Regions from separate parts of the Sus scrofa genome. Here region 2 is linked to region 1. The links are chromatin contacts, called in public HiChIP or PLAC-seq maps. All regions are on one chromosome and are shown on one strand. The core of a region is the stretch at or near the end of the contact, and the rest is flanking DNA. Distances in the headings are between cores, read along the strand shown. Region 1 holds the start of SCO2 (SCO cytochrome oxidase deficient homolog 2 (yeast)). Region 2 holds the start of HDAC10 (histone deacetylase 10).

What was found. HiChIP or PLAC-seq counts read pairs in DNA pulled down with a chosen protein or histone mark.
Region 2: an H3K27ac HiChIP or PLAC-seq map of alveolar macrophages shows a contact between it and region 1. The contact joins the promoter of HDAC10 here to the promoter of SCO2 in region 1. A contact is called at or near these places in 1 of 5 promoter capture datasets (liver), 1 of 47 Hi-C or Micro-C datasets (epiblast stem cells) and 1 of 2 datasets of contacts at active chromatin or transcription factors (alveolar macrophages).

Annotation. Positions count from the first base shown.
Region 1 is chr5:219,362-222,619 of Sscrofa11.1, forward strand. It overlaps SCO2 (SCO cytochrome oxidase deficient homolog 2 (yeast)), which reads left to right and starts at 1,440. Exons shown (of 2, transcript NM_001206377.1): 1 at 1,440-1,718; 2 at 2,467-3,258. The coding sequence starts at 2,480.
Region 2 is chr5:437,268-440,529 of Sscrofa11.1, forward strand. HDAC10 (histone deacetylase 10) reads left to right here and starts at 1,875. Exons shown (of 17, transcript XM_021091340.1): 1 at 1,875-2,842; 2 at 2,909-3,043; 3 at 3,260-3,262. The coding sequence starts at 2,784. MAPK12 (mitogen-activated protein kinase 12) reads left to right here. Exons shown (of 12, transcript NM_001025224.2): 12 at 185-703. The coding sequence ends at 264.

The DNA.
Region 1 (3,258 bases), core at 190-2,689:
ATTCTACTTAGTAAATGCTTAACTTCAGCTGAAGTCCTAACCAGGGAGGGTGAGGAGAAATGTGAGGGCGGGGAGGTGGCTGTGCATGTGTACTCGGCATGCATACTTGGCCCAGCATGTACCAGAAATTAGCAGACGTGGTCTGGACACATGGAGGGCACCTTGGAGAAACTGGAGTCTATTCATGGATTCGCTGTCACTCAGCGCCCAGAGCAGGGACAGGTAGGCCACCGATTGATAATACAGCTGGGTTATTGATGACAAAAATGGCCAGAATCTCTGGAGGATCACTAAGGAAGATACTGATCAGTTATTCATGAGTCATTGGACTTTGGTCACCGTTATCAAGGGAAAAGTGATTGCTGTCAATAGGAACTTGGACAAAATAACTGGGGGCCACAGGACAGGGATCCATATCCTTGATGAGTCATTAGTGAAGACCTATCAGAATTGCGATTTTGGAATTTGTCAAGGTTGCTGATGACTCTTTGTTCAGCGTTAGTGATGGGGTCACTGGAGCCCTGAGGTGGGGAAGCTGGCCAAATGCAAGGGCTGCTGGGCAAGTGGGCTGCTGTGTCATGGGTCAGAACAGGAGGGTGGTACCTGTGGATGGAATCCTATACGCCCGGGTTGACAGCCCGTCCCTCATCACAGGTGACCTGACCCCAGACTCCAGCATCCCCCTCCCGCATGTTAAAAACCCCTGATCTCCAATCACACACAATCACAGGTGATCTGACCCAAACCCAGGATCACTGTTCCACACCACAGGGCGCCTGACAACTCACTCAAGAGGGTGACCAGACGGATGCACATGTCATCCTATCACATGGGGACTTCCATAGCCAGGTCCCCCGACCCCTCGTGACTGATCCGAGTCAGCCAGCGTTCCCCACATCTCCCAGGAAGCTTCGGGAGCTCCATCACTCCATCACTTCCAGACCCCTTAACCTCCCCCCTAAGATGGCGTGGACAGCTTGTCTGCTCTCTCGATGGACAGGAAGTAAGAGAGACACAGGCCCTGGAGCCGGCAAGAGCACTGGTGAGCACCTGTGCTGCCGGACCCGGTCACCCGTCACCAGGCTCGGTGAGGGGACAGGGAAAGGGCAGAGATCCCCTACCCGCGCCCAGCCCAGGCCCCTCCTCACTCCCCGTCCCCTCGTGCGCGCCAGTCGACACGTAGCAACGAAGCTCAGGAGGCGCGCATCCTTTCCGGTGCCCGGCACCCGGGGCCGGGCAAACTAAGACAGCAGCCAGCGTGGGGGGGGCCGCCCCAGAAAAACCCCGCCTCCCGTCACGTAGCTTCCGGCCGGCCAGCCACCTCTGGCGCATGCGCACGCGCAGCAGCCGGGCCCGCTTTACGCCCTTCCGCGCGAGCGCGGCGCCGTTGACGCATGCGCGCTGGCGTCGAGAGGGGCGGGGGCCCAGAGCTGCCTTCCGGTTCCCCTCCTCAGACTCGCGGGACGGTGCGGCGCGCTGGGGGCCCGGGAGATCCGCCTGTGCCGGCGCCCTGCAAACGTCTACAAGCTGGCTGCATTTGCAGGCCCATCTCGTACATCGCTTAGAGCGCATTTTGTAAAGGAGGAAGCTGGTACAGACAGGTTACGAGACGTGACCAAGGTCATCCAGCCCTCCCAAGTCCAGGAACCGTCGGACCGGGCGCAGGCCGGACGTTCAGAAGTCTTCGAGAGATCCTCCCAGTAGCAGCAGTCGAACAGGTGAGGGGGAGTCCTAAGATCTCCGCCTAACAAACCTCCAGGGGCCCCTGAGAGGAACGGAGGCCACCGAAGCCACAGCAGGGCGTGGGCCACGACCCCAGAGCTGCGGTGGGATGCCCAGCTGTGAAGGTGGGCTGGAGGCAAGTGGAAACCTTTTGCTACTCCAGGGTGGCTGCGGGCCCGGCAGGTTCAACGAGCGAAGGACTGGAGGGGGCGTGGAGCCCGCGGGTAACTGGAGGCTGCGGTGCGGGTGGCACCGGGTTACCGCTAAGTGCGGGGGAGGGAGCCAAAACAGCGCGGTTGAAGTGGCCTCAGAGGGAAAAGGCTGCAAAAGGGGCGGAGAAGTTGGTCTTTTGGGGGTTGAAGCGAGAGGCTCACCCACCTCCTTTCAAGAAGTAGAAGTTTATTGCAAACATAGATACGCTCAGGAACCCGGAGGAGGCAGGCGCTTGGAACGCTTCCGTCAGCTCAGACCCCCAGGTGCTGCCGAGCGCTGGGCTCGTTAGACTGAGGTTCTCCCGTTAAAGGACAGGAGGGACAGTTGTGGATGTTTGATGACGCCTAAGCTGGAGTTTGAGGTTTCAGAGGCGAAGCATGTGTGAGTGATGGCGGGGGCTGGCTGAGCAGCTGCTGACAGCAGAGCCCTCATAGGGTTGGGCCTTGAGGTGGTGGCAGGTCTCTCCAGAATGATGGACAACCCAGGAGGCCAAGGCACCTTCTGGCTTCTGACGCCTCTGCTCTTTTCCAGGAGCATCAGGTCCATGCTGGCTCGGGCACCCAAGGCTTGGCACGGGCTCTTTCTGCTCAGGCCTCTGGCCCTCCCTAGGATCCAGGGAGCTGAGGCCGGGCAGGTGAGATACCGGCTCTTAGCAAGGCAGGGCCCTGCAGAAACCGGCAAGCCAGGCCAGCCCCGGGGCCCTCGGCTGCAAACTAGGTTGCTGATCACAGCCTTGATTGGGGCTGGGCTGGGTGGAGCCTGGCTGGCCTTGAGGGCGGAGAAGGAGCAGTGGCGGCAGCAACAGCGGACAGAGGCCCTGCGCCGGGCCGCTGTGGGCCAAGGCGACTTCAGTCTTCTGGATCACCGAGGCCAAGTTCGCTGCAAAGCTGACTTTCGGGGCCAGTGGGTGCTGATATACTTTGGCTTCACTCACTGCCCAGACATCTGCCCCGATGAGCTGGAGAAGCTGGTGCAGGTGGTGCGGCAGCTGGAGGCGGAGCCTGGCCTGCCCCCGGTGCAGCCCCTCTTCATTACTGTGGACCCTGAGAGGGACGATGTCGCGGCCATGGCCCGCTACGTGCAGGACTTCCACCCAAGGCTGCTGGGCCTGACGGGCTCTGCTGAGCAGATCGCCCAGGTGAGCCGCAGCTACCGAGTATACTACAGCGCTGGCCCCAAGGACGAGGACCAGGATTACATCGTGGACCATTCCATCGCCATCTACCTGCTCAGCCCCGACGGCCTCTTCACCGACTACTACGGCAGGGCCAGGTCGGCCCAGCAGATCACGGACAGTGTGCGGGGCCACATGGCTGCCTTCCG
Region 2 (3,262 bases), core at 625-3,124, 220 kb after region 1:
CCCACCCTCACCCTGAGTGGAACCCCACGGGACTTCTGGCTGGTCGGGGTGAGCACCAGGGAGCTGGGCCCGGGGCTTCGTCTTGGTGGCTGGCGACCATCTCAGCAGGGATGGTGTGAGGGGAGCTGTCTGAGGGCTGAGGGGCCCCGTCTCGCGTAACTCTGTCACTCCCACCCTGCCCCAGGTGTCACGTATAAAGAGGTGCTCAGCTTCAAGCCTCCCCAGCAGCTGGGGACCAAGGTCTCCAAGGAAACGGCCCTGTGAAGACCCCTGGAACCTGGCTGGGGCTTCCCCCTGGAAGGGCCGTCCTGGTTTCCCCTGTGGCTTTGGCTGGGGCTCGTGTCCTGGGAGTGCCCTCGTTCCCTGGAGCCCCTCCCACAAGCTTGTTCTCCTGCTCTCAGGCCCCACCTCAGCCTCTCCTTGGAGGAGCACCTGGCCTTTTTGGACGGGATGCCCACCTGACCTGGGGCTGGCCTCTGGCCCCCTGAGCAGTGGTCTGCTCCTCCAGGGTGCAGCAAGAAGCCTCGGAGCCTGTGAGGGGGGAGGGGTTTAGGGTCGAGGCCTGGCTTATGCCATTGCTGAGAGGAAGGACAGGGAGGGCACAGGTGATGACTCAGGGACACCTCTGCATCCCCAGCCTGGAATGTACATCGGCCACGTGGCGTGGCCACTCGGCTGGAGGAAATAAACCCTTTCTCTCTCCTGCTCTGCCTCGCCTGCTGATTCTTGGGGTAGGTCTTCAGCTTTAGGTTTTTGAGCTGCAGCCCCGTGCAGAGTATGGAGGCTGGCCTGGGAGCCTTGGGCCATCCTGAGCCACTGGGGACCCCTTCCCTCCCAGGTCACAAAGCTGGTGCACCCCATCCTGTGCCATGAGCCCCAAGTCTGGAGCCCCCACCTCACGGCCTGGCTCTGCCCCTCTTGTAGGGTGGCTTTCCTCTAAGATCCTGGAGCCGGAGGCTGACGGGGGCGGGTGTGTGTGTGTGTGTGCATGTGTGTGTGTGTGTGTGTGTGTGTCAGGGTTCAACGTGGATCTCGGCTCCAGATGTTAGGACTCCCTGCACTCTCCAAGGCCAGGCTTTGGGGGGTGGTCACAGTAGACCCCTCCAGGCACCTCTGGTGTCTTGAGACGCCTGTGCCTTAGCAGAAAACTAGGTTCGGTGTTTTTTTTCCTGCCCTTTGCCGGGCCATGCCCCACCACCATCAGTGAGCCACCGCTGCTGTCTGCCCGCTGTTCCTCCTCTGAGGGCTGGCAGCTGGGTTACTGGCCACCCTTGGGCTTTGCCTTGGCTCCTCCCACCTGCTCTCCTGGCAGGTGCACGTGAAGCCGGGCTAGGCCTGCTCCTTTCTCCCGGCTTGGGACTCAAATGGACGCACAGTTGATCCAGCCAAATCCGGTCCGAGGAGCTGCCACAGTGGACACCGGCCTTCTCTGCCCAGGAGGCCTCTTGTGCCTCTGACGGAGCCCGGCCCAGACCCTCGGCTCTCAGCGACCCCGGCTGGCCCGTCTGCCGCAGGCCCCGCCTTCGAGGGCATGTACTCAGGAAGGCAAGTCAGCACCTGCTTCCTAGCCGCCAAGACAGCCAGGACGGTGGCGATGTACGCGGGGCTGCGGGCCACGGGCAGCGGGGCCCTGTCAGGGCCTCCTTCTGCATCCATCTCACGGTGGAGAGCTTCCCTGTAGGGAGGGCCACGGCGGCTGAAGAACGCGACTACGGCCACTCTGGCTCCCAAGGTCCCGCCTCCAGGACCCTAGGCCCCGCCTCCAGGACCCTAGGCCCCGCCTTCAAGAGACCCGCCCTCGGGGCTCCGCCTCCAAGGCCAGGACCCCGCCCCCGGAGCCCTTTCAGGTCCTGGGCGACCCGTTTCCTTCTGTCTAAAGATGTTGCTCTGGGCTGTGCCCGCGCCTCCTCCATTGCGGCCTCGTTCGTTCACTCACTGCTGCAGCCCTAGCCCAAACCCTCCCTCTGTCGGCCTCCGCGCCGCCTTCCCCCGCGCCGTGCCGCTCCCGTCCAGCTTCTCTGCACAGCCCTGACCCTCCGACTCGTCCACTTTCTGGCCAGGGGTCTTCCCGGAGCTTACATCGGACACGCTCCTCCTCTCTGGATCCTCGGGGGGCAGCGCTGCGCTGCAGCCCGCGCTTCGCTAAGCCCCGGGCAAGGGTCCTCCTCCTCGTGGCCTGCCCGCCCAGCTCTTCCCTGAGCCCCGGCCGGGGGCTCTAGGGCGGCTCTGGGCGCGATGGGCTACTGACGTGTCCGACCAGCGGTCTGCGCGGTCAGAGTGGGCCTGGGAGAGGCTTGGGGCGGAGGGGCAAGGACCCGCGCGGGGCTGCCGCGTGGGCACAGCGTGCAGGTGGGGCCGCCGCGACAGTCCGCAGGAGCCTGGGCCTGCTGGCTCTCGGTCCTCGCGCCCTTCCGCTCCCACCTCTGCAGGAGCACCACGGCCCGCGGGGCGCCGCCCGCGGCCGGAGCAGGAGGTGGAGCCGCGGCTGGCGGGCAGGGCCCCGGCGCCGGCCCGGCGGTCCGCGCCGCGCGGGGGCGGGGCTTGCGGCAGCCGGAGGCGGGGCGGTTCCAGGTCCCAGGACGAGGAAGCCGGAAGCCGAGTCCCAGAGACACCTTGTCAACCCTTCCCCGCTGGGGCCTGCGGCCTCCTTCCCGTCTGTGCCCGCGGCCCCGGCCCCAGGCGTTGGGCTGCAGAGTGGGACGGGCAGTGCCCTCACCTGCCTGTGAGCGGTAGCGTCCTGCCCAGCCCGCAGAGGACGGCCCCAGAGTGAACGCGGCCGGGCCATGGGGACCGCACTGGTGTACCACGAGGACATGACGGCTGCGCGGCTGCTGTGGGACGAGTAAGTGGGACCTGGCCGAGGGGGGGTCGCGGAGGGCTCCGGGCTCTGAGCTCCCTGTCCATTCAGCCCCGAGTGCGAGATCGAGCGTCCTGAGCGTCTGACCACAGCTCTGGAGCGCCTGCGGCAGCGCGGCCTGGAGCAGAGGTGCCTGCGGCTGGTAGCCCGAGAGGCCTCGGAGGCGGAGCTGGGCCTGGTGCACAGGTCAGGTCCGCGGGGGACCGCCTGCCCCGAGCATTCCTGCGAGGACCTGGGCCTGCCCCAGCCGGCCAGTGCCTCCTCCACACACCTCACTTTCACCACGGGATGGGTGGGTGAGGGAGAAATGAGGTGGGCAGTCCCATTGGGGTCCAGGCGCCCTTCCTCCGTCCGATACCTGCTCCTCCTGGTGACCCTGCCTTGCCGCCTGCCTCTCTGCAGCCC